7 separate regions of the Mus musculus genome follow, and regions 1, 2, 4, 5, 6 and 7 are each linked to region 3. A link is a contact called in public HiChIP or PLAC-seq and promoter capture Hi-C data. All regions are on one chromosome and are shown on one strand. The core of a region is the stretch at or near the end of the contact, and the rest is flanking DNA. Distances in the headings are between cores, read along the strand shown.

Region 1 (3,492 bases), core at 551-3,050, 2.9 Mb after region 3:
TATAGGGAAACCTGTTGCCCTACTCAATAGACCTGTTGTAATATTACCTTGTAAACACTGATATTTCTACACATATCATGCTGAGGGTAGGTGACTACTGACCATCAGCCTTAGATGGTCCATCTATGCAGACCCTCACCACTCCACAAAGCTCGGGGAGCATCATGGAGGAGGGGATGGGGGTGCATAGAAGATGCTGTCTTCTGGACATGACACAGATTTTGCAGTTATAGTTTCCTGAAGATCTAGCCAAGATCAGTCAGCATTTCAACCAAACTGACTGGATTCAGGAGATTACCAAAAAATAAATGAAAATCAGAGGGGACAGGAAGGGAGGAGGAAGAAGAGGAAGAAGAGGAAGAGGAGAAAAGGAGGAGGAGGAGGAGGAGGAGGAGGAGGAGGAGGAGGAGGAGGAGGAGGAGGAGGAATACATTGGGATATCCAGGGGAGCCAGAGAGAAGGTTCTGGGTAAATTCAATCAAGATATAGCATTTACATGTATGGGATTGCTAAAGAATAAATAAAAGACAAGCCTGTTGGGAAGGAAAGCTATTAACTTTCCAGGTTCCTGCTGATGAGAAAGTAAATTCTCAGGTTCTACTGCACATTGATTTTGCCTAATCCCCTGGGAGATGACCCAGCAACATACTTTAAGCTTTCTATGTTACTCTGATGTATTCAAGTTTTAAAAGTATTACTTTTTAAGTCTGTGATGTAAAAAAATACATATCTTTTTCTCATCTTTCTTTCTTTTTCTTTTTCTTTTTTTTTCCAACTAGAAAAAGTTGGTATCACGTTAACAGCACTCCACAGAAGGAAATTCATTGTCACTTCAACCGGAATAGAGGCCACCTGCACAGAGTCTATTTTGTAGAACACAACCTCTGGGACACTGGCCTTTCTTAAAGGCCGGAGATAATCTCACTACTCTTGAAAGAAGTTTATCATCACCCCAAAACCCAAATAAAGGCCATTTGTACAGGCTATGTAGAGCATAACCTCTGGGAAACTTGATTTTTTAATTTTTGTTTTATATTTTCTTATGAGGGGGAGGATGTGCGCAAAATCAAAGAACAACTTGTGGGGGTCTTTTCATTCCTTCCAGCATGTGGATCTCCAAGGGCTCAAACTCAGGTTAGTGAGTGCAAGCATCTTTACCTGCTAAGCCATGTCACTGATCCAACACTTGCCTTTCTTGGAAGACACACAGGAATCCCCAAACCCTGAAGAAGGTGGGTTTGTTATTGTTCAACCTAACGTCTTGGATCCTTGCCTGTCTTAAAAGCAAAGGCCCACCATTTTGGGGAGCTTGCAAACTACAATGCAATAGTATAACTGACATAAATCTCAGGACACATCCCTTTTCTGACTGCTCACCTACAGCGATTATGGGGACATGCCGCTGACCACGTTTCCAATTAGCCCTTCACCCCACAGTAGAAAGCCTCCTGCCCATGGCTCAAGTTAGCAGAGAAGAAACACACTCAACACCCACCACCACCAAAAGCCAGCTTCCTAACTAAATAACTGCCTGACTTCTGGGCTGCCACCGGCCAGAAAATGCGAACTGGAATCTTCGCAAGTCGGAAGCGGAGCCGCGACCCACAGCTGCGCGCCACTGCGCATGCGTAGCCGCTTCTGGACCCCCTTCAAGCTCAGCTTGGCTTCTGGGCTTCCAGCTATTTGAAAACCCAAAGTGGACTTTCTGGCTATCCGGAAGGGAGCCGGGGCCGGGCGGCCGCACAGTACATCGCACGCACGCGCGCGCGTGCTCGCTCCTCCCACCCGGAACCGGAAGTGGGAGCGATCGCGGCCTGGGGCCTGGCCTGGCCGGGGCGTCGGCAGCGGCGGCCATCTTGGCTCCCCGCGGAAAGGCAGTGCGAGGGGGAAGAAGTTGTAGGGTGGGGGCGGGAGCGAGGAGGAGGAGGAGGAGGGCGGAGAGCGGAGGGGTAGAGGAGGAGGCCGCGGCAGGGTAGGGCGGGGACAGCCAGCCTGCCGGCCGGCCAGCCTGCTGGGCTTGCGGAAGTACTAGCCGACTGCTCACTCGCTCCTGCTCGGGCTTCCCACAGCTCCCTCCCTTCCTCCCTCCCTCCCGACCGAGGGCGGCCCGGGCCGGTGCATGGTCAGCCAGCTCCCATCTCTAGCTCCCCGGCCTCTCAGCAGCACGGAACGGACGGCAGCGGCGGGCGAGGAGGAAGATGGCGGGACGGCTGCCGGCCTGTGTGGTGGACTGTGGCACGGGGTACGGCGGGTCTTCGGGGTGGGGGAGACTGAGGCCGGGGACGGGCGGAGGAGGGAGATGAATGGGGGGAGCCGGCCAGACTGGCGAGGGGTGGTGCCGGGAGCCTCCCGGGACAGAGATCTTTTCCAGGCCCTTCCTTTCCGAGGAGGCCGTCTGGCCCACCTGGCTGTCCTTTCCCTTCTCTCCCCTTTGCTGCCTGTGAAGCAGGGCACCCACCGAGGACCTCCAGACCTAGGAGCAAGGAAAAGAGAGAGAGAGAGAGAGAGAGAGAGAGAGAGAGAGAGAGAGAGAGAGAGAGAGAGAGAGAGAAGCGCTCCTTGCAGATTTTGCAAGATCGCGGTGACAACTCTCGATCTCTTAGGGCGTGTGGGTGGGGAGAGCGACGAACCAGGCTGTGAAAATGGGAAGCTAGCATGGGGGGCTTTTGCAGCGGACCCACGCGCCGCCTGGTTTCCGCCCACACCCATTCGTAGCCATCTCCCACTACCCATTGAACCAAGTCAGTTCCAGCGAGGAGGATCTCACGGGGGTTATAGCTCTTGCCTCAAAAAAGTCCCTTGGTGAGCAAGCGCGCTGCAACTTCCTTAGTTTTGTCAAAGCCGCTTCCTGCTTTCCGTCTTTTATAGCCTTATAAGGTAGTTTTTCGTCTCGAACGTTACCACGTCTTATTAGAACTTTCAAAATTAAGCAGGTTGCATAAAGAGTACATTATGAGTGGTAGGTATCAATATGTCTGAACTAGAAAAAAAAATGTTCTTGTGTGTCCACGGAGGGAGACAGAGGGGAGAGAAGGGACGCACCCTGGAACCTAAACGTTTGTTCACGTTCGTTTTGTGACTGTGTCTTGAAAACTGAAAGGGGGTATAAAGGAATGTGTTTGATTTAAAGTAATTGTTTCTGATAGTAGTGTGGTTGACTAAAATGACTTTAAAGTAGTGGTTTTGTATTAATGAACCTTGTCAAGAGTTACAACTTGCTCTGGGTAGTGACCTAGAGAGAAGACTGTACATTTTTTTATGTTCTACGTTGAAATCCTTGGTGGAGGAAGAGGCCTGTCTGATCTCGAATCCCCCAAATACATCAGTGGTTTTGAGGATAGTTGCCAACCTTTTTCCTCTTATTCTCCCTACCACAGTTATTTAAGCGATGCCTTTTCTTTCCCTCCACACTAGTTAAAACTCTTCTGCCTTTATTTGTAATTTTGTCAGGCAGCTGGAAACAACAGAAAACTTTTTTTTTCTTGGAAAACA
Region 2 (3,656 bases), core at 682-3,181, 2.4 Mb before region 3:
TACAAGAACAATATCATCATTTGAGGAGAAAATGGTCAGAGGAGGGGTATCTGGATCAGGGAAGTTACGCTGAAGCGGATCGTAGTGAATGCCATCGTAGATAAGCAGAACTCTTTTGGTATATCCTGCATCTTCCCCAAAACGATCAATTCTGACTGTCTGTGTATCTACTACACATATTTCACATTGGTAAAACTTAGACAGGATTGAGATCTCGATTGCCCCCCCCCACGTATCATCCCTTCTGATCCAATCACAGTAGTCTTCGTTTGTCTTTCCCAGTATCGCCTCACTATACAAGACTGGATCACTTGCTACAATTTGTGCTATGAGGCGTCTCATCTCAGGGGCACAAGCTGGATTCAAGACTCCTCCTTCCACGACATAGTACACACTGGTAAAGAGGCAAGAGTTGTCTGCTGGGACTGCGGTTCTGGTAAGCACAGGCAGAGCTTCCCTGACATAACTAGGAGCACCATATTTTGAAAACGCAGGTGAAGCTTTTGGTCTGGTTTGGTCTTCTTCAACAATCAGCATGTCACCTGTCAAAAATAAAACAAATCCAGAACTGCAGAGAAATTATAGATTGGGTGTTTATTAGCCAACTCAGAAAATTAGAAAGCAAAGGAGTTAAAAGTATAAAGCGGGTTACCAAGGAGAACACAACTTTGTAAACAAGAGGCCAGTAACTCTCTAAGTTTGTTTGTGTTTAGTTCAGTGTCTTCAGAAAGAGGCAAACAGAACAAAATGCTCCGCGCTGCATTTCAACTTAAAAACCAAATCTTTCAGATGTTCTCCACAGACTAGGTAGGTCACTGGGGTGTTCTTTGCACTTCGCATGCCTATACCATCTGACAGCTCGATTCGAGGGGCCTTGCCACAAAATGGAAAAAGCTTTGAATGGTCAACACTGACGTTCAAGTTCTAAACCTGGGAACAAGTAACTGCTGTTGGTTAATTCTACAGCAATAAACACAACGTCCAAGTGTGTGTGTGTGTGTGTGTGTGTGTGTATGTATGTATGTATGTATGTATATATATATATATATATATATATATATATATATATATATATATATATATATATATGAGACACAAGATAAAAAGAAATTAACACACAGGGAAAACGAAAAATTGGTATCTCAACCGCTGACCTGCTGATCGGGATAGGGAAAAAGAACCATCCCGTCAGGGAACAAGGGTCCTGCTGTCCTTTGGGAAAGCAGAGGAAACAAATGACCTGGAAGCAGGCTTGGGGAACAGGGGACTTCAAGACTCCAGCCTTGTCTCTAAATCACAAGTAAAGGACTTGACACCTGCCCCGGCCTTCCCGGAGTTCTGGTCCTCGAAGCCCCTAGCTGTCACATCGGCACTCTGCCTTACTAGCTTCACTCTTCTCCCCTCCACGTCCTCCAAGACTTCCCCGGCCCCGGCCGGTGCCCGTACCTGACTGGATGGGCAGGTCCCCAAGAGTGATGTCCCGGTCGCTGAGATCCAGGCACTCGGGCGGGTAGCCAACGAGGATTCGCTGACTGCCGGGAGCGATGCCGGTGATAGCGGCGATTTGGCCCTGCAGCTCCCGTAAGCGGGTCCGGCTGGAAAGACCCTGCAAAAGGTGGGTGCCACCCTTGGCCTTGCAGCGGACCCGCCACATAGTGTCGGCCGGCCGGCCTCCTGCGGGGCCAGCCTTGGTCCCAGCCTCAGACTGGGGGACAGCGCCGGAGTAACCAGCGGGGGGGACCCCAAAATGGCCGCCTTTGGCGCCTCCAAACATCGCGAGAGGTGGCCGCTGGGGCGCTTCTCGCGACACCTCGGTGGGGGGTGGGGGGGACTCGGCCTCGGTCCTTCCAAAAACGGCGCGGGCTCTTAAAGTGGCAAGGGCGGCCGCGGGTGAGGGTTGGGGGTCGGCCGGCTCTCCCGAGCGCTCCGGTGAGGCGAGCTTCGCGTCGGCAGCATTTATGCTCCAGGGAGGAGGGCGGGGAAGGAGTTCCCGAGTCTAGCAGAGCAGAATGTCACCTTGCAGGGAGGTCGCCAATGATGAAAGCAGCCTCCCAAACACCAGGCAGAGCCGACTCATCGTCGGGAAGGTAAACAAATGCCAAGAGAGGTCAGAAGGACCCACCAAACAGTCACGCCGCTGGCGGGGTTCGTGGCTGCGCCGAACTGATTCATTGAGGCCAAGTGGACGGGACGAGCGGGGAGTCCCGTGAGACGAACTTGAAAGCGTCCATCTGCCACCTCAGAAAGACTGTATGAGGTCAGCAGCCGTGCCTGGGGCGATCGCCTCACTCCCGCGGTTGGTGGCAGGGCTCAAGAGGACTCACTCTTGGTCATCAGGATTCCAGTCCGATTCCTCGTATCCCAGTAGGAAGACACTTCATCATGGCAACGCAGTCCTCGCGGTGGCCGAGAGACAGAAGACAGACGGGCAGAGAGGAGACCTGACCAGATAGCTAGCCAGTTTCCAACTCTGTAGCCCGGGAGCCCGAGACTGCCTTGACCATAGTTCTAAAGGTGTGCAGTAAACGCCGAATAATGACAGTTCGTAGCACGCTGGAACTCGCCGCGGGGGTGTGAAACGCATATTTGGATTGTGTGGAAGATGACTTGACTCTCGGGTCAAGAAGGAAGGAGTGAAAACAGTTCTAGGGTCCCTCCCCCACCGTTTAGCCAAAGCAGCAAACAAGTCCCCCTCCCCACTCTGGACTGTCAAGCATTGTCAGGTACCAATGGTGTGCAGGGGGAGTGACTTTGAAAAGTAGTTCTGGGAGATATAAACCCCACTGCAACAGCCTCTACTGTGAATCAGTTACAGCGAATCTGTCCCTCTGTACCCTCACACCAGGAGCGGGTGCACTTCTCCTCCTCCTTGGCTCTTCCAGATGACCACAGATAATGTAGCCTGGGTCCAGGGATGGAGGGGGAAATCAAGGAACATGCTTTGGAGTCACCTGTCTGGTGAATGGGAGGCTCCCGGATCCATAGGCTCCAAGGATGCTGACCAGAAGTTGTAGTTAGTTAGCTCTTGCCTTCTGGTAGCCAGCAAGGCATCTTTACAAGCCGACCTCAACCTCCCAGAACCTAGTCTAGCTGGAGATTCAGGAACGAAGGCGTTAAGCCTCACTTTTCACCAGTCACTCCCACGCAAGATGTCAGCCAAACAGGTCTCGCGAGAATAAGGGAAGGGGGGGGGGGAAGGGAAGGCTTTTAATTCACCCCGCCTCCAGCTCCATTTGTTTCCAGGCAACAATGCCACCAAGCTCCCCTGGGCCGGCTGCTTTGCGAGCTGACAGCCTTAGGCTGTCACAGGTCCTCCCAGACCCCAGGAGCCCGCCCCCTGCCCTGCAGGTGCTTCATTGGTCCAGCGTGCCTCCAGGTGAGGGCTGACGCCAGCGTGGGCGGGGCCAAGCGCCCCACGTGACTCGCCCCAACCCCCGGAGCCCGGACTACTTCAGTCTGTCTGCCAGCTTTGGTACCCGGTGCTCCGGTGGCGACACTGGGTCTACAGCAGGGAGGACGAATAGGACAGGTCATAGGGTGAGCGGTAATTGAGCAGTCTGGACGCGGGGCTGGGGTGCTGCGCGGGCGCGGGGATGGTGCAGAGCGACAGTGCTTCGTGCTTTCGGGAAGTGTAGCTCCGGGTGACGCTCCTGGGC
Region 3 (3,907 bases), core at 1,128-3,627:
GTGTGGTGTCTATGGCAATAGGGTTTTACCTTCAAGGTCTAAGATAACTGTATTTTGGGGGGGCAGTCTTTCGGACTTCCTTGGCCAACAACTTGAAGAGAAGATTTTGCTGCCTAGGACTGGAGTTTGTATTAATCTGTATCTTTTGAAAGGGAGTGTTATCGCTGCAATTGGAATAACTTCAGGAAATGTATCTTCATATGTGTATATGCTATAACTTTTCAGTCACCCTTAATGCTCTAATCCTCCCTCTCTCCCGCTTTCTCTGTCTTGCCTTCCCTCTCCCAGAGTAAAAGCTCAACACCACAGGGGCTGTCTCCAGTTGTCTTCCCTTGCGTAGCATTTGTGATCTGTTATTCTCCTTTCTAGAGCGTGTTCTACAACTTTGCTGATTTCTGCTGTTATTTCTAACAATATACACACATCTAAGGATTCAGAACTAGTATCCACAAACCATCCAGTCTCTCTGGAGTTGGGTTATCTGACTCAGAAAAACAGTTTTCATTTATTTATTTATTTATTTATTTATTTATTTATTTATTTATTTATCTATTTAAGGCAGGGTCTCACTTTGTAGCACTAGCTAGCTGGTCTGGAGCTTTTAAGGAAAAAAAATGTAACAAAACACACACCACACACTCACACTATCAACTAAACCTGGGCATCTGGGCACACTTGTGAAGGGTTTTCTTGGTTGGATTCTGTGACGTGAGAAGATTTACCTTAAATCTGCATCTTTTGTAATCAGAAGACCCACACCCTAAAAGCCCCGGAGTGGTTTTTGGAAGGCAAGGGCAGCTGGATCTCTTGACTTCAAGGCCAGCCTGGTCTACAAATCAGGTTCCAGGAAGCCAGGATTACTACACATAGAAATACTGGCGCACGCCTTTAATCCCAGCACTCGGGAGGCAGAGGCAGGCAGATTTCTGAGTTCGAGGACAGCCAGGGCTACACAGAGAAACCCTGTCTCGAAAAAAACAAAAAAACAAAAAAAAAAAGAAAAAAAGAAAAAGAAAAGAAATACTCTCTCTAAAAATAAAAAGGCCCATCCAATATCTGGGCCACACCTGGTGACAGCATACCTAAAATGACACAGAAGGAAGCCTTTTGTGCGTTTGCCTGCCTGTCCTCACTCTCACTGGCAAGTCCATCTATCATCCTGCTGCTGAGGCAGCAATTAATGTATTAGAACCTGTTTCTTCAGGACTCCCAACATTTAATGAAAACCTGCTAAGACATCCAGCCTTGTGGGCTGAACCACCATCTGCTTGGCGTTTTTATTGGAAGACAGCCACTGTTGAGCTAGCCAGACAACAGCCTGTATGCTAAACTTAGTAAATCCTGTGTGTGTGTCTTTATCAGTTTTGTTTCTCTAGAAAGCCCCAGGATTCTCACTCAGTGAAGGCTACATTTGGAGTTGGCAAAGGAGGGAGGGATTTGAGGCTTCAAGTCTTCAACACCTTCAATTGCAGATCTCTATAGTATATTTCCTAATAGATTATAAAAGTATTAATTTTATATACTCTGCCTGGCATTAAATTTTTAACATCCAGTAAGCCTCGAAAAAGTGACTTATTTATTCTGGTCCAGGTTTACTGTGTCCTGGAAGCCCAGGATAAAAGTGCTGGTGGTGAAACAAGTTATCAGCACTAAGCTATCAAAGTCGAGGAGGGACTGGCAATGTGGATCATTTACTAGCAAGGTAGTCCTTGTTCTACACTCAGAAGGCTTTAGGTTCAGTCCCAGCACCACGTGAACCCAGAATTCAAGGCCAGCCTGGGCTATGTGAGACCCTCTCAGTTTAAAAAAGAAAAGAAAGTCAAATGGTATGCAGATTGTCAGAATATATCTATCTCTGTCTTTTTAAGTGTATGTGTATGCACATGTGTTCTTAGAAGTCAGAAGAGGGTATCAAAGTCGCTAAGCTGGAGTTAAAGGTGGTGACTGTCTCATGTAGCTGCTAAGAAACAAGCTTGGGTCCGCTGCGGAATGAGTTACTCTCTAAGCCTTTGCTCCTGTCCTCCACCTGACTTTTAAGGGGCTCTCTCCTGTAGTTTGGTTTGCTCATACCTTACTTCCTCCAGATGCACAATTCACAGTAGGTTTAACCCTGAGTGACCAAAAACAAAACAAAAAAACCCAAAAAAGTCTATACATAAACTCTGGGGGTAAAGGGAGAGAGGGAGGGGTTAGCTCCTCAAGCCAAAACAACCAGAGGGTGGGTGCGACTACATTGCGCATGGGCAAAAGCTTCATGGCGTATGCTTTTGGCGCGAAAAGTGCGTGCGGTGGGCGGGGCTCTGTACGGAACCGCCATTGATTGGACGGGTTTGGCGCGAAGTAGCTCAGCTCCTACCCTGTTATTGGCTGAGGTGAGAGGGCGGGGCTAGCCGGAGGCGCGCGCGAAGTGGCAGCGCGGAAGGAGCTACGCGTGGAACCTGCGGCCGGGCTATCTGCAGCTGCGGACTCTCCTCCGCGGTGGTCTTCCCTCAGCAGCGCGTACTCTCGGCGCCGCCATGGACCTCGCAGCGGCCGCGGAGCCCGGCGCCGGAAGCCAGCACCCGGAGGTGCGCGACGAGGTGGCCGAGAAATGCCAGAAGCTGTTCCTAGACTTCCTGGAAGAGTGAGTGGCCTCCGGGGGCTCGCGGGCCGGGCGGAGACCGGGGCCATGTGTGCTCCGGAAGGGATGGGCCCCGGCCCGGCGGGAATCCGAAGCCTCCTCGACTCCTTTCTTCACCGCAGCGCTCCCTTGTGTCATACTGTGCTGCTTTTTCATTACGTTTCTAAAACAGGGTTTCGAACTCGCTGTGTAGCCAAAGATGATTTTGAACTTGTAATCCTCCAGCCTCCGCTTAGCTTGTGCTGGAATGACAGATGTGCACCGCCATGACTAGTTGGGGCGATGCTGGGAATGAATCCCAGCAGGACTCACGTCGCAACCCAGTGAGGCCAGAGTTTGGTTTTTTGGGAGGTGGGGGGGGGGGGGGGGGGCGTTACCTCTTGAGTAGGGTTGGGCACACAGCCCAGAACCAGGAGCTTGCAATGCAAGCAAACCTGGGCCAGCTCGTTCTAACAGGAATCTATGGCTTGATGACTGTTCAGTGAAATGAGTTCTGCCCTATATAATGAAAGAATTGTTCTAGACATCTAGCTGCCTCCTTCCCATCCCTCCCTCCGCTTCTAGCACCTAGCAGCAACCACATACCAGTGTGCTCCTTACTCTTCCGCCTCCAATAGTAAACAATTCTTTTCTTTTTCTTTTTAAAGATTATGTCAGTATATAACAAAAACTTAAGAGTTTTGACCTTTTGGGAGTGTACAACAAGCATCTTGAGGTGCATTCAACTTGTACAATGATCCCTGTTTGAAACTCTTCCAACTCTACCTACTAAATAGTTAGAGCCTCTCTAACTCTCCTAGCCTCCTGACACCTGCCACACTTCTAACATTGAACTGGATCACTATAGGTGCCTCCGATAAGTGTGTGTGGCTAATTTTGCTAGACATGCAGCTTATTGTAATCAAGGGTTTGCCTTTTAAGGCAGAATAAAATGACATGGCACGCGTATACTGGTTACCACATATTGCTGATCTAGTCGTCCTTTTGGCTCTACAGCTATCTTTTGAAGTTCTGCTATACTTAAAACTGTAAGCAGGCCAGTGTTGGGCACAAGCCAGCGGTAGACGGATCCTATGAGTTCAAGGCCAGCCTGGTCTACAAAGTGAGTTCCAGGACAGAGCTCAGGGCTACATAGAAAGTCTGGTGCTGAAAAACAAAACAAACAAAAATAACCCTCTGGAATTTAAATTCTATGTTCCAACCTTTGTAATGTTTTTGGCAGTCGGTACAGCTGCTTGTCCTTCAAAACCCAAGTCTCCTTTTGATTAAAGTCTGTGTAAACCAGCA
Region 4 (3,574 bases), core at 538-3,037, 2.8 Mb before region 3:
TGTGTGCCTGGTACTCTCAGATGTCCGATCCTCTTCCAGAGCTGCTAGTGCTCATGACCACTGAGCCATCTCTCCAGCCCCTATCCAATATATCCGATCACATCCAACCAAAGTCCCTCCCTCCTACTCCTCACTTCCTCAAAACTTTGTCCTTCCACCAGCATGTTCCCCCACCTTTTTTTACTTACTTTAATGTAACATTTATCAAATATATTTTGCATAGATTTCCATAGGTTGCACATATGTAAGCATATGGAACACTTTATACAGAGAAATCGTATTTTCTTTGTATTTCAATATCTGTTGAAGTACACTTAAATGAGTCTTTTCAAGAGCCGGAGGGTACAGGGCAATTGCTTAATGAGGGTGTGGTCGTTGTTACAAAACAGGGGTTCTTTGAAGAAATACTGAAAAGTACTTAGGTCACCAAGGTCAGATACTCAGGAGGTCCAGCACCCTCAAGGAGTTCTCCCTCCCTTACTAGGGAAATAACCTACTAAAGACAAAGGCAGCCTCTGTATCTACTCCCCTAACCCGCTGGAGGCAAGTAGAACAGGAAGGCTTTAGCTTGGCTCTAGAAGATGCGCCTTAAAGACAGAAGGGAAGACTTGCAGTGATTCGAAATGAGGTAATTAAACATGTCCAGGCAAGTCCCAACCAACCCTTCCGGTAGTAGTCTGGGGTGTTCACCTCTTAGAAGTCCTGAGAGCAGGATCAGTTAGTAGAATTTTGTAATCTTGGAGCGGGGGAGGTGCCTTTGTTGCCATGGAACTCTGTCTACAAACAAGAGTCAAAGAGCCCAATTTAAAAACAAAAACCCTAGGAAAGTAAGATTGCACTGGTTGTGGATGAAAGAGAGACAGAAAACTTCTAAAAGATCATCATTGAAGAAAACATTTTTACTTATATCACAGGCTAAGTCAACACTGAACAGATGAAAATAAAGTGTCCCAAATGGACAGATTCTTAGCTGCAAATAGAGTGTGGATCTTCTGAGAACAGGGACTGTGACTTTTACGAACCCCAAAAGGAGCCTCGGTTGGACATTTGAAGATTCGTGGAATTATGCTCTATGAAATAATTTCCAGTGTGCACCAGGTGGCGTGCGCCACCGATGCGTGGAAGAACCTTTGGTTTTTGTTTTGTTTTGTTCTCATAGATCCAATGGGCTCATCCTATGTGTATGAGTTTATGCCTGTGCACCACATACGTGCCTGCTACTCTCAGATGTCAGAAGAGGGCATTAAACACCCCGGGACTAGAGTTATGGATGGTTGTGAACTGCCACGACCGTGTTGGGAATCAAATCCGCTCTTGCAGAGGAGTTTTGCAGCCTTAGGAAATCTGATGGGCACCAAGCTCAACACAACCGCCACTTCTGTGGCTTAACAGCCTTTCTTTTCACTTCCATTTTAACTGTCGAAATAGACTTAACATGGACGGTACTTCTCAGAAAGAGTGAGGTACGCTTTCACATATTAAAGATGCGCAGAGCTCTCCAAGCGGTCTGCTGAGCAGGCAGGCTGTGCTGCTGATACTCCCATGTTTGGTTTCACGGCTAGGTGAATACGAAGAAGCGTAGGTTCCAAGCCAGTTTCCTCTTTTGCAAAAAGAACTGCGAGCACACCACCCAGGAACAGCACGCCCCTCGCTCCGCCTCCTCCCCGCTCCCTCCAAGGCGGCGTTGCGCAGGCGCGGCAGGGCGTGCGCGGTTGCTAAGCGACGCGGCCGCTCCCGCGTGGTCTCCCTGCGGACCGCGCGAGCCCAGTGCCCAGCCTCGTCTTGTAGCGAAGCCAGCAGGTGCGGTGCTGGAGGCGACCCACCGGGCCAACCGCCGCCTCTGTGTCCGCGGGGCGAGCTCGCGATGGGAGGCGCAGCCCGCGATCGCGGGAGGAAGGACGCGGCGCTGCCGGGGGCCGGGCTCCCGCCGCAGCAGCGGAGGTAACGGCGCCCGGGTAGGAGCGGGAGGACTCCTTGCGGGTCTGGGCTGCCTGTCCATCAGCGCGGTGAGCGGGAAGGGCGGGGGAGGGCGGGCGGGACGGCGCGGCCTCCGGAGAGCTGGGTCTGGGACCTGCGCGCAAGACCTGCGCCCTGTTGCTCCGAGAGTCTGCCCAGCCCGCCCTGGCCCTGGGGTGGAGCAGCAGAGACCCGGGACCTTGTTCCCCATGTGCCGCTTTTGGGGGGGGGTCCCTTTCCCCCTCCGCATCGGGCCCTGGCTAAAGGAACCCAATCCGCTCGTTCGCGTCTGGCTGTTACTCTGCAGATGCGGTGCTGGTGTGTTTCATCGTGCAGTATGGCAGAGGCCGGACCTGTCTAGAAAATTGCCTGTTATCAAAACATTGTCTGAACCTCAATATATTTTTTAGAAGATATTTTAATTTCTTGTGGGATGTTTTTAAAGCCCTCCTTTATTCCTTTAACACTTGTGTTAAACTCTATAAGTATTTTTTTTTAATAAGACAGATCTCAAAAGTGACTGAAAAGATATTTTTTTTAAAGACAATGAAAAATGTTACCTAGTCATGGTTGTGTTAGTAGTATATAATCTGAGATGGTAACATGAACCGGTGACCAGAGTGACCCGCAAATCCGTAGTCTTGGGAGCAGATAAAATGCATTATTCAAGGCCATCTTGTGGCTTTAGTAAATCCTGCCCATTGTTTGTGTGCCTTCACTGTGGAGGACCCACAGTGTAAAGACAGAACCATTCTGTAGTCCTTTAGCATTTTAAATATCTCCATATGCCAGGAAATGAAGTGGGAACAGAAGAGAGATTTGGTACATCGTGTAACTTAAAGCAAAGCATCGGGTGGGTTCCTGTTGGCTGCCTTTTTTCACTAGTTAGCTTAGCTGTAAATGGGTGCATAAAATAATGAAGAGAAGACAGCTGTTCTGCTAGTCTTCTCTTCTTGTAGTCTGAGAGTGTAGACGTCCTTTTCTTCCCATTTACCTGTGAGGCTGTTCAGAGGGGGAAGGTAGCACAGCCAGGGGCTGAAACTAGAATAGAGGTGTTAGACTTGCATTCTAAAACAAACCTCTATGTTATGTTTATTTCTTTCTGCTTTTAGGTTTCTTATTCAGTTCAAGTTAATTGGTAGTCCCTCATTTTTTGAACAGCATTCGATTACTTATTATTTGTTAGTTAGAGACAGGGTCTCTTTATTATGTAGCTTTGGCTGTCCTGGAAGTCACTCTGTAGACCAAGCTGGCCTCAAACTCAGCAGAGATCCACCTGCCTCTGCCTCCTGAGAGAGGGATTAAAGGAGTGTGTCACCACACCAGTCTGTTGTAACTAATGTAAAATTGAATCCAGAGATTTTTTTTTTCCATTCTTTACAAAGAAAAAGGAAACAGATGTGTTGGTGCAGAGGTGGAGGCAGGTGGATCAGTTTGCGTTCGAGGCCAGTCTGCTCTACACAGCAAGTTCCAGAACAGCCAGGACTATGTAAGAAACCCTGTCTCAAAAAAACAAAAAAAAAATTACAGGGAAGAGAAAGGTTAGAGTCCTTCTCTCCCACTGCCGACTGCCCGGCTTGTTTTTGTGCAGTGTCAGAAAGGGTAAGAAGCGCTTAAA
Region 5 (3,596 bases), core at 743-3,242, 2.8 Mb after region 3:
TCCCCAGTACCCACGTTACAGGACTAACAATTATCTAAGTTCCAAGGACTCAGATGCCCCCTTCTGGCCTCCACAGGCACGTGTGCACACATGTGCATATATAGACACACATACACACAAAGTTTTTGTACCTTCAGAAAACAACAAAGAGCATCCTGTCAATTTTTACTTTAAATGACACTAATTCAGTACCAAAGAAAAACAAAGAATTCAACAATATTTAAAATACTGATGTTAGAAGCATGAAAATACTATAGCTTGACACTATATGTTATCCTACATCATTAGCAAAATCCTCTAGGTCCATGTTAATTCTATCACAGTGCAACATCATTGGTGGAGAAATACATACCGAGGTGAGTTCTGAGGATGCCACCCATATCACATCAACCAGCAGGAGAATCACTATCCCCAGGGCCATTCGCCTGCGCTGACTGAAACCACTGCTCTGGGAATTCACACGGTTCATGATAAACACATAAACCATTTGCAGTCTGTTAGTTTAGAAAACAGAGATCTCATTAGAGCCTCTTTGAGAAGAACCACATAAAAATTAGAAATCCAGCCCAAGGAAACAAGAGACATTTGCTAGTAGTCTCTGCTTTTTACTGATAACATGAGAATTTACCTTGTTGCAAGGGCTTCTCTGAGATCCTCAAATGCAATGCCTGCAAAGCGGGCAGAGCCCAGTCCAAATGGAGGTAAAGAACTCAGCCCACCTAAAACAGCACCACAGAAATAACGCTTAGGGAAAGTTCAAGTGTAAAATCACATCTTTTCCACTCTTCACCTTCAAGGACTATCAAAATGTATGCAACAGAAGCCACCCTGGGGACATGTAGCTTAGTAGTGCAATGCTTGCCTAGCATGCATGAGTTCTTGGGTTGCATCCCAAACACTTCCCAAACTGGGCACAGTGGCACGTGTCTATAATCCTAGCACTTGGAAAGTGTGGGGTGTGGGGGGAGGGGAAACCAGAGAATCAGAAGATCAAAGTCAGTCAGAATACATACTGAGTTCAAGGCCAGCATGGGCCATATGAGACTGTGTCACAAAATAATAACAACAGCAAAACAAATACAAACAAGAAATCCCATGCTAGCGGTGTCGCTCAGCTAGTAGAGTGCGGAACCAGGCCATAAGCCTGGTGTGCTGGTGCATGCCTGTAAGGCAGAAGACAGAAGTTCAAGGTTACCCTTGGCTACAAAGTGATTTTTGAGACCAGTCTCGGATACCTAAGACCTGTCCCCGACCTGACACCTCCCAGCCCCCCAAAAATAAAAGGTTATACTCAAAGAGGTCCTGGGTACCAGGCGGGTAAAAAAAACGAGAGAGAGAGAAGAAGATTCCACATATGGCACATTGAAGAGTGCTGTAAACGGATCCTCGAAGTCTCATAAACAGAACTCTCTAGATTCTCCCTTCAGGACATCCGCCCCTGGCAGTCTAGACACGCGTGTCCTTACCCCCCCATCTCCAGGGGATTCAGCTCGCTGACAGGAAGTGATGTGCGAGGGTCCACTCCCCTCACGTGAGAACCAGGATCATCCTCGCTCCCCACCCGCCCAGTCACGACAGAAAACAGCTGGCACAGGGAAGCCGCCCCTTGGCGAGGGAAAGACATGAGGAAAACCCAGCCTCTTGCCTCGTGAGGGGCGTGAGAACTCTGACCCGTCCTCCCTGGCCGCGGACGCCGGCCCACCGCCTACCTGGCCTTCCTGCCCCTCGATGGAGTCGTGGCGGCACCATGAGCGGCCCCGGCTCGGCCCGCCGCCCAGAGCCGCCGCCTCACACCGCACGCACAGACCCCAGCATCGTGCCCCACAGCAAGCCCAACTTAAGAAGCTGCGCTGCCCCTCGGCTCAAGGCCGCGGCTGTCACAGCACTCGGCCCCGACGGAGGGGAGTGACCCAGGCCACCGGACGGCGCTGGCAGCGAGAGTCCTGGAGGCCCGGATTGCGGCCGCGGCCCAGGCCCCGCCCCCGGCCGGTCAGCCAGCCAGGCCACGCCCACTGCTGGCCAAACAAGCCCATCCCACGGCTGGCCAACCGGCAGGCCCCGCCTCCTGCCCGTCAGCCAGTCAGACTCCACCCCCGACCTATTGACCACCTAGAGCTGCCCTTTGAGCAATTAGCTAGGCGAGATCCCAGTCAAGCTCCGCCCCTGGGTAGCGAACCTGGCAGCGCATCCCGGTAGACAGGAACCGCTCCGGGTACCCTGGACCCCATCCTGGAGACTCTAGGCCCCCAGCTTGTCCACCAACTAGGTGACATCCTCCCCATCACTCAGTGAGTCAACCGGTCAAGCTCAGCTCTCAGTTCGTCCACCCGGCGTCCATTCTGCCTCCTCCCCCAGTTGACAATCCATACCCTAGGCCTGGGTGGTCTGCCCAGAGCCCCGCCCCCCAGACAGCCCGGCAGTCCCCGCCCCTGTCCAGTCAGCTTCAGCGGCCCCGCCCCCTAGCCCAAAGACTGCGGGCGCGCAGGTTACGTCACGCCGGACGCGACTTCGGACCGGGGGAGGGCACGTTTCCTGGTTCTTGTTGCCGTAGTGTGGACGCCAGCCTTGAACAGGCTTGTGGCTTGGAGTCGTGACAGTGGCGCGAAGGAACAGAGAAGGGAAGAGAACAGAGCGGAGAGGGCGGGGATGTCTAGAAGAGGGAGAACCCAGCCCTGGCAAGGCTGCCAGACTTCCCCACTGCCCCGCCCTGAAGCGAAAGCTGACTGCACCATTTCTTCCAGTGTTTAAGCAAGCATTTTCCAGTAGCCCTTTCTAAAATCAGGCAGTGTAGCTTGGCGCCCCGTTGGATTCCTAGATCGTTTTTGTCCGTAAACTAGAGCTTCATTCTTGCAGTTAGAAGTTGTAGACCAGGTTATTCATCTCCCTGGCCCTCACTTTTTTTATGGGAAGAAAAAAACAAAAACAAAGCCATAAAACCATGTGAGTGCCTCGGCTGTATGTTTACACCCAGTATACATACATTCTCAAACAAATCAGTTCAGCCTGTGACACATAAGACCTCCACAGATGCTAACCATGGGTTTTTGTTTTATGGGTATTGAAGCTCCCATAAAATTGAAAAATTGGCCAGGATCCTGATTTATATTTAGATTAACACGAGACTTAAGGCTTCTGTAGCCACAATTGCATTGTTAGCATTTTTATCAAATGAGGCAAGGAAATATTTTTTTCTCATGTAGTCACTGTGTTTCATCCTTCTCTTTTAACTTTGTCTACAAAGTCTTATGACTAAAATTAAGATGGACATTTTGTGATCTGGTCGGATTCTAAAAAACTCCTGGCATCAAACACTTCTAGTCACTGAGAAACCCACTGCTGGAACAGGAGAGATAACTTAGTGGACAAAAGTCCTTGCTGTGCAAGCATGAGGTCCTGAGTTTAGATCCCTAGCGCCCATGTAAAAAGCTGGGCTTGGTCATGTGCACATTTGCAACCCCAGCACGATGAGAGGCAGAGATGGAAGGATCTGTCTTGCTACTTGCCAGACACTTCCGGTTCAGTAAGGAGTAAGGAGAGTGACAGAGCAGGATACCTAATGGTCTCTGGCCTCTGTCTGTACACTCCTGCACACAAAC
Region 6 (3,658 bases), core at 47-2,546, 2.7 Mb before region 3:
TCACCACAGGGATGAGCGAGAAGTATTGAGCACTGAAAAAGCGCTTGTCTCCTTGATCCATAGTGAGTTGGATCTCAAGAGGGGGCCTACAGTCCTCCACCTGTTCATCTCTGTCTTCCTTGGAACAAGTATCTTCCGGAAATCTAAACAGGGAACAGCAAATGAGTCTTGCCATCCTGGGCTATGTCTCCAACGCCCTTTTCTCAGGGCACTGTCTCGTCTCCAGAGTTTTGTTGGGACATATTAAAGACTTTGTGTGACCATGGGTCAGGTCTCATCTTTAATTTGTCTGTATTAGTAAGTAAACCAGAGCTTTGTATCTATCTTGTTCCTTTGTCTCATTTCTTAACTGCTGTAACAGTCAAACCCTTGTGGATCTCAGCAGTGCTACAGGCCAGTTAGGCCCAGAGATTTGTACTAGAACTAGGTTGCTTCAGGACTACTTATTGGCTATGGCCGCAGGGACCATTTCCCCAACTCTAGAACCATTTCCCAGCCCTTCCCCTTGCTCTATAATCGCAATGAATTAAGAACACAAATGTATAAGTGTACCTCCCAGAGAGACATGAAGTTTGTGGGTATTTTAAGACAGAGTCTGTCTTTGTTGTTCAGGCTGGCCCTGTGACTTGTTATCCTCCTGCTTCAGTCTCCTGCATATAGCCGGGATAACAGGTGGCTAGAGTGCCCCATTCCATCTTGGGTCATTTTGGGTTTATATAAAAATATGTTCGAATTCATAATAATTAAATTGTTCGTGGTATCACAGTAGTACATTCTTCTCAGTGAAAACCAGTAAGTCCATGAGAGAAAAAAAAAGTAAAACTCACAAGTATGTTAAGGAAATTGTTACTATTGCCTGACACCTGATCCTAGGATGAATAGTCTCTCTTATTCCCCCAGTCCTGGCCCCCGGATTCTCGCTCTGCTCGGGTACCCCTCACCCCCCACCCACAGAGTCCACGTAGAAAGATTCTTATCAATTATCCGTTTCTTTCAAAATACATCTCCTCCAATTCTCCGATGACCTGTCTTCTAGATCCAAGCAGCTGGAGGAGTGAGGGTTTTGTTTGAACTATCCAGCAGCTTTTCTTTTGCCCTCCTCCCTTTCCCCTCTGCCCGGCCCGGGTTAAGAACTAGGATGTCTCGATGCCCTCCACAAGCCCGCTTGCTCGCAGTCCCTAAGCTCTCCCGCCACTGGACTTCCTCCCCTTTAAGGCCCACCCCTCCCCCATGTCCACGCCTCCCAGTCAAGCCCCACCCTCGATCCTCCCCTTTAAGGACTAGCCCAGGACGCCGAGCAGCCTGTGACGCGGCCGCCGCCCCCGGGCTGGTACTTCTCGGCGCGGCGATTCCTCCGGCCGGGCCCTGCCGTCCCGCGTTCCCCGGAGCGCACGTCTCCGGGGGGAGGGAGCAGGGCTGGTGGGCGCCCGCGGCGCACAGCGGGACCCACGGGGCCCCGCGACCAGCCGAGCCTGGAGCCGGGCCGGGGCGGGGCAGCCGGCTCCAGCCCGGAGCAAACTTCGCCGCCGGGCGGGGCGTGGCGGGGACCCGGGCCCGAGCCGGAGGAGGGGGCGGCCGCGGCCCCTGCCTCTGCGCGCGAGTCGCCGGGCACCATGCTGTCGGGCTCTCCGGGCCAGACTCCGCCGGCGCCTTTCCCCAGCCCTCCACCGCCAGCCCCGGCCCAGCCGCCGCCGCCGTTCCCCCAGTTCCACGTCAAGTCGGGCCTGCAGATCCGAAAGAACGCCATCACCGACGACTACAAGGTCACCAGCCAAGTGCTTGGCCTGGGCATCAACGGGAAGGTGCTGCGGATCTTCGACAAGAGAACCCAGCAAAAATTCGCCCTAAAGGTAAGTCTGGGCCGCCCGGGATCGCGCTGAGATCCGGTGCAGCTTCCGGTCACCCCGCGAGTGGCCGGCACCCGAGAGGACTCACGGGGACTGCCATGTTGGGGTGTGAGTGGGATCCAGCCTGGTGGCCACTCTTGGGACCCGGACGGCCTCTGCTCGCTTTACCCGGCGCCGAGGACACGGTGGCCTCGTCCTCCCTCCCTCCTTCCTTTCTGCGGGCACAAAAGGCCCTTTACTCATTGAGCTGGTTGGTCGGTCGGTTTGGAGAAGTTCGCTCTCTGAGGTTTCCTTAACCCTACTCCTTATTTGGGAGCCGGAATGTGACTTCGCTCTCCTCGGCCTCGCGAGGTCGGCGCGCAGCGGTGGGGCGCGTCGGCGCGGAGCGGCGCGGCACTGGAGACTGGGGACCCCGCCTCCGTGCCCCGCGATCGTCTGGAACCGCCAGCGCCTGGCCTGCGCTGCCCCTTAGGCTTGCGCCGGGCTGTTTCCATTGCTCCCTCCACCGTAGGAAACCTTGTCTGTAAGCCAGGCTTGGCCTAGTGCTGGTACACTGGTCCCTGGTAGCCGGAGACTCAAAGGCAGGAAATACTATTCCTGCATTTGGGAAACCCACTCTTAATCTCTGTGGGTCTACCCGTCTCTGCTTCTGTCGGTGGTAGTGGAGAATGGGGATTTCAAAAGGTCCAAGTGAAGCAGGGAAGGCTGTCATTCAGGGTCACTGCAAAGTTTTCTTCTCTCAAGGGTTTCAGGTTACACCATATCTCTAAAGGTCACTTGTCAGGTTTCTTTCTCCTGGGGTGTCTCAATGATTGGAGGAGCAAAGTACTTCCTGTGTTATATTTTGCTCTTCCCCTTCAGCCCACACAACTTGCTTTGTTTCAGCTATTCTAGAGTACAGATAGATTGAGTTATGCGTGAGGCCGTTGTCATACACGGTCAACGGGACCGAAACCTGGTACTTTGTAGGGGGAAAATAAGTTTAGTTTTTATGATGTTTTGCTGTTTTCATCTTCTGCATCACATTTAAAAAACAAGCAAACAAACTATAAGCTCTTGGGGAGTTAGCTAAGCGAGGAAAGGAGTTGGTTGGGTTGAACGGTGGCTCTGACCTTGGGGACTGGAGGCAAGGGAACAGTTTGACCACAGTTAACTGTATTGTTGAGGAAGTACAGATGTTCTTTCCCGGAAAGATTCCTCTCTCCTCTGCGATGCCATCTGCCTTTACCCACCAGCAGACTGGGGCTACTAGCTGTTCACTCTCCTGCATAGTTGGAACACAGTATAAAGACTTCGCAACAAAACCCCCCGCTTCACCCCTTCCTATTCTGTTTGAATACACACACGGTCCTCTGAAGTGCTCTTGGCTGTCAATTCAGATTGCTGGTATAGTTGACAGAAGTTCGTGTACTTTTCTCCTTTGAATAGTTTTGAAAGGAAGGAGCCTAGCCGAGTATTAAGCAGTCTTCGTGCTTCCCCTTCTCTAGTCAGAAGTGGGTGACTACGGGACTCTCAGTCTGTTTTGACGAAAGCAGCCTGCTCCTGCTCCTGGAGCTAAGGCTGACTCAGCTGGCAAATTGCAGATTTTGAGTACATCTTTGTGTTGAGATTTAGTAGTAGAGGAAGAATGGAGAGCCAAGATGTTTGGAGAGTGGCAGCCGTGTCAACAGCATTTGCATACCCAAATATTGGCTGAGACATAATCCAGCCACGAGGGAATCTGGTTAAAAGAAATCCTGTTTCAGTGACATGCACTACCGAGATTCCTATGTCTTTTGTTGTTGTTGTTGTTTAAAGATTTATTTATCATG
Region 7 (3,537 bases), core at 762-3,261, 2.5 Mb before region 3:
CGCTGTGAGCAGTAACCACGCCATGGCTTGAATGTTATGCCACATTTACATTTCCTCTGTCAAACAACTTTAGGACACCATCAGAACACAGCCTGATTCTTTAATACCTTGAACAACAAATGACTCCTGCCCTAATTTCTGATAGAATCTTGTTCTCCTGTGAGCAGTATTTATTTATCTATTTATTTACTGATTTATTTATTTTGTTCTGGTCCTTTGTGCTTTCACCAGCATGATCCAATTAACCTCTTCTTATAACATCCTCGACCTTCTCTAGATCACCCACACATCTCAGAATTCCTCCTGAAAATTAGTCCTGAAGGCCTATTAACCACAAGGTCAGATTTTTCACAACAGTAACCTCACTTCTAGTTATCAATTTACTCTATTCGTCACTTTTCTCTCATTATTGCAACAAAATACATGACGAGAAGAAAGTTCAGTGGGGGGCGGGGGAGGTGTATTTGTGCTCACAGTTTTGAGACCATCGGTTCTCAGCTTATGGGTAATGACCCCTTTAGAGTACAGGGGTCACCTAAGGCTATCAGAGAACACAGATGTTTCCATTACAATTTATATCACTAGCAACACTGCAGCTATGCAGTAGCGGTGAAAATAATTCTATGACTGGGGGTCACTACAACGTGAGGAGCTGTATTAAAGGGCCACTGCTTTAGGAAGGCTGAGAACTGCTCTAGACCATCGTGGCATGGAAGCTATGGTAGCAGAAGTATGAAGCTGCCTGATTATATCTCAGGGTGGGCTGGTAGGTCGATCAACAAATGGGAGGAAGGTGAACTCAGTCCTCTGCAGCCTTTCTCTTTCTTCTTTTTTTATTCTGTTCGTGACCTCGGCCCACGGGATAGTAAAATCCGCAGGCAAGGGGGTCTTCTCCCCTTGCTGAATTCTTTCTGGAAAGGACCTTGCAATTACATCCAGAAGTAAGCTTGACTAGTACCTCAGCATTTCTCAATCCAGTCAAATCCTCAGCAAAGCTTAATTATCACAAAGCAGGCATTCCTGACAAACTAAATAAGCTGAGCACACTGAGCCGAAATAGGACATGGCTGTGGCTGGGGTTCAGAAGGTGCTTGGGAATAATGACTGTGAGAGATAGGTAGGTTTGCCATGACCTGCAAAGAGCCAGGTAATAATGGTAAACTGGGAGTAATGACAGTAACAGGGATGGTAAGCGGGGACAGCCTGAGGGAGGGTGCAGGAGGGGGAATTTGTAGCATTTGTACCAAGAAGAGGTCTATTTCTCTGGAAGAAGGTCCGTGGGAGCATGATAAGCTCAGATTCTAAGGGAGGAGAGTGTGTTTTAGTTAGTAGATAGTGGGAGCCATGGAATGACGTTATAATCTTAGAGACGCTTAACACAAATGGAATAGCTGGCTTGTATGGCAACCAGGGAAGTATATTAGGCAAGGCATTAGGCGCATGTATTCCAGATCTTGGTGGTCATTCAAGCGGATTGCTGGGTAGGTGGCTGTAAGCTGAGATAAGAAGCTTAAGGGAATAGTTTAGGGAGACTTCATTTGAAAGTTTCCAATTTCAGAGTGAAGAAGAAAGATCTAGAGGAGAAATACATACAAGAAGAACAAACCTTGGAGACATACATTTTAAGATCCCCAAAAAGTGAGTCTTTAAGATATGTGACACGTTCAACCCTTAGAAATCTAACAGCTGTCTAGGGTGGAAGTCTGGAAGCATACTGAAGGAGTGGGGAGTGGCCAGCATCCACTTCACAGGTCTCCACCCTTGTTCTCTGTGCCCCGGCTGCAACTGCAACTCTCCAGATGCATCAGGGTCAGAGATGGCTGTCAACTGATTACCTCTGGCTAATTCAAACCTGGTAGTTAAGTCTGAAGTGTTTCCTCAGAGCACTCACCTGGCAGGAAGTAAAGTAACCAAAGCCAAAAGTCCATGGTTCCCTGGAGGCCCTGGAGTGAGGCTGACACACACCGATCACCTGGGAGCCTTCTACAACTGGGTGCTTGAAAGCTATGCTGGACCTCTTTGAGTGGCAAGGACTTAAAATGAGGAAATGATAATCTGTTTTGTTTGCTAGCTAGTCTTTGTCTAAAAAAGAAAACACCAGCGAACCATAGCGGAAATCAAGAATTGAGAAAACACGTACTGCATAAAAATGAGTGAGCAGGTCCAAGCTCTCAGCCTGAGCAGCTGCCAGGCCTTGCCCCCTCTTCTCAAAGGGACCTCCCAGGATTCATAGGTGCCGACTGACTTCTGAGCTAGAGGCATTTGTTGTTTCTCCATCCTCAGGACAACAAAGCTCATCACCAACTCATCTCTCCCAACAACAAAGCCTTTGTGGACCAAAGCTAGGCTTTGAAAGTCACCTGGGTTTTTTTTTTGTTTTGTTTTTGTTTGTTTTTTTGTTTTTGTTTGTTTGTTTGTTTTGGTATTTCAAGACAGGGTTTCTCTGTGTAGCCCTGGCTGTCTTGGAACTCACTCTGTAACTCCTCCCATGAGTACTTGTGAACACCTACTATTTATAGTGATATTAGCCATGGATTTTGTGCAGTCTACTGCTTTTGTCTGAACTACATTTATCTAGAAAACAGATGGAGGTGAGACACATAGCCTCTGGTACTCCAATATGCACACTATCATTCCTGAGGTCTTAGGCACAGCTTGCTCAGGGCCTCAGTTAATCTTTAGGCCTCATTCTCTTACAGTGGTATCTGAAAGGCGCTTCCCTCTGGCAGAGGCACAAGCCACTGTCTAATAAGCAGAAGACAATGCTAAGAGTCAGGTGTGACAAGTCACATAGCAAACTCTGCCCTTAGGGTTGGCAGTCTGGTCGAGCCATTTTTCAAGACACCCAGTGGCGAGGGTGAGTGAGGCTCACTGATGGAGAGTAGAGAAGCTGAGAATAAGGAAAACAGTTTCAGGCTTCAGACAAAATGGTTTGTCCAGGCTTGACTTTGTTCGCCTTGGGCAAGCTTCGCTGAGCCTGTGTTCTCATTGGTCACTTGGGTATGGTCACTGTCTTGTCTGGTGCACAGCAGAGATCACTGATGTAGAAATGCTATAAAAGCCCTTTACCATGGGCTATTTGGCTTTAATGGTCTTTCAGGTGTGCAAAGCTGTAACTTATCAGAGGATTCCCAGGTTTTCCTTGGGTCGGGGGTTTCATTCGCCAATGGTACCCCTAGTCTAGGCTTCCTAGTCACTTTTGTCCACACTATTTTAGGCTCATTGGTGGCTGGCTGCCTGCACACCACTCCTTCCTCACGCCTACACACCAGATTGGTCACATGCTCTCCAAAACAGAACACAATGATGTCCTCAGCCCTGGAGGTTGAGTGCGAGCCCAGAGCAGGTGCAGAGGAAGAGGAAAGAGGAAATGTGTGGGTGCAGGCTGCCTTCCCTGCTCTGCCCAGCCCTGCCCTTCTCTCTCCAGGTCTCTACTAGCTCAGAGCAATGGGCATGAGATGTCCTCCAGCCAACAAACAGGCCAAGTGGACAGAGGGCAGTCTCTGCCTCCTGGTTAGAGTAGCCGACTGAGGGCAG

The links. Promoter capture Hi-C pulls out the DNA fragments that hold promoters and counts their contacts. HiChIP or PLAC-seq counts read pairs in DNA pulled down with a chosen protein or histone mark. Capture Hi-C pulls out chosen DNA fragments and counts their contacts.
Region 1: a contact with region 3 is called in an H3K27ac HiChIP or PLAC-seq map of bone marrow-derived dendritic cells, with 7 times the contacts expected there. The contact joins the promoter of Actr3 here to the promoter of Mcm6 in region 3. A contact is called at or near these places in 4 of 39 promoter capture datasets (hippocampal neurons, liver and pre-B cells) and 2 of 115 datasets of contacts at active chromatin or transcription factors (astrocytes and bone marrow-derived dendritic cells).
Region 2: a promoter capture Hi-C map of adipose tissue shows a contact between it and region 3, with 4 times the contacts expected there. The contact joins the promoter of Yod1 here to the promoter of Mcm6 in region 3. A contact is called at or near these places in 6 of 39 promoter capture datasets (the 3T3-L1 cell line, cranial neural crest, hippocampal neurons and 2 more), 1 of 115 datasets of contacts at active chromatin or transcription factors (embryonic forebrain) and 2 of 9 other capture datasets (adipose tissue and liver).
Region 4: an H3K27ac HiChIP or PLAC-seq map of embryonic stem cells shows a contact between it and region 3, with 5 times the contacts expected there. The contact joins the promoter of Dyrk3 here to the promoter of Mcm6 in region 3. A contact is called at or near these places in 2 of 39 promoter capture datasets (embryonic stem cells and liver) and 3 of 115 datasets of contacts at active chromatin or transcription factors (astrocytes and embryonic stem cells).
Region 5: a contact with region 3 is called in a promoter capture Hi-C map of liver, with 6 times the contacts expected there. The contact joins the promoter of Slc35f5 here to the promoter of Mcm6 in region 3. A contact is called at or near these places in 2 of 39 promoter capture datasets (liver and pre-B cells), 1 of 484 Hi-C or Micro-C datasets (muscle stem cells) and 1 of 115 datasets of contacts at active chromatin or transcription factors (astrocytes).
Region 6: a promoter capture Hi-C map of liver shows a contact between it and region 3, with 3 times the contacts expected there. The contact joins the promoter of Mapkapk2 here to the promoter of Mcm6 in region 3. A contact is called at or near these places in 5 of 39 promoter capture datasets (cranial neural crest, hippocampal neurons, liver and 2 more), 1 of 115 datasets of contacts at active chromatin or transcription factors (astrocytes) and 1 of 9 other capture datasets (liver).
Region 7: a promoter capture Hi-C map of pre-B cells shows a contact between it and region 3, with 4 times the contacts expected there. The contact joins the promoter of Fcmr here to the promoter of Mcm6 in region 3.

What each region holds. Positions count from the first base shown.
Region 1 is chr1:125,434,035-125,437,526 of GRCm38.p6, reverse strand. It overlaps Actr3 (ARP3 actin-related protein 3), which reads left to right and starts at 1,800. Exons shown (of 12, transcript NM_023735.2): 1 at 1,800-2,242. The coding sequence starts at 2,199.
Region 2 is chr1:130,715,602-130,719,257 of GRCm38.p6, reverse strand. It overlaps Yod1 (YOD1 deubiquitinase), which reads right to left and starts at 1,931. Exons shown (of 2, transcript NM_178691.4): 1 at 1,447-1,931; 2 at 1-542. The coding sequence starts at 1,774. Pfkfb2 (6-phosphofructo-2-kinase/fructose-2,6-biphosphatase 2) reads left to right here and starts at 3,437. Exons shown (of 15, transcript NM_008825.4): 1 at 3,437-3,537.
Region 3 is chr1:128,358,175-128,362,081 of GRCm38.p6, reverse strand. It overlaps Mcm6 (minichromosome maintenance complex component 6), which reads left to right and starts at 2,377. Exons shown (of 17, transcript NM_008567.2): 1 at 2,377-2,623. The coding sequence starts at 2,517.
Region 4 is chr1:131,136,447-131,140,020 of GRCm38.p6, reverse strand. It overlaps Dyrk3 (dual-specificity tyrosine-(Y)-phosphorylation regulated kinase 3), which reads left to right and starts at 1,787. Exons shown (of 3, transcript NM_145508.2): 1 at 1,787-1,941. The coding sequence starts at 1,865.
Region 5 is chr1:125,559,398-125,562,993 of GRCm38.p6, reverse strand. Slc35f5 (solute carrier family 35, member F5) reads right to left here and starts at 1,992. Exons shown (of 16, transcript NM_028787.5): 1 at 1,710-1,992; 2 at 629-719; 3 at 353-494. The coding sequence starts at 1,749.
Region 6 is chr1:131,095,481-131,099,138 of GRCm38.p6, reverse strand. It overlaps Mapkapk2 (MAP kinase-activated protein kinase 2), which reads left to right and starts at 1,296. Exons shown (of 10, transcript NM_008551.2): 1 at 1,296-1,850. The coding sequence starts at 1,614.
Region 7 is chr1:130,864,251-130,867,787 of GRCm38.p6, reverse strand. Fcmr (Fc fragment of IgM receptor) reads right to left here and starts at 2,011. Exons shown (of 8, transcript NM_026976.3): 1 at 1,892-2,011. The coding sequence starts at 1,928.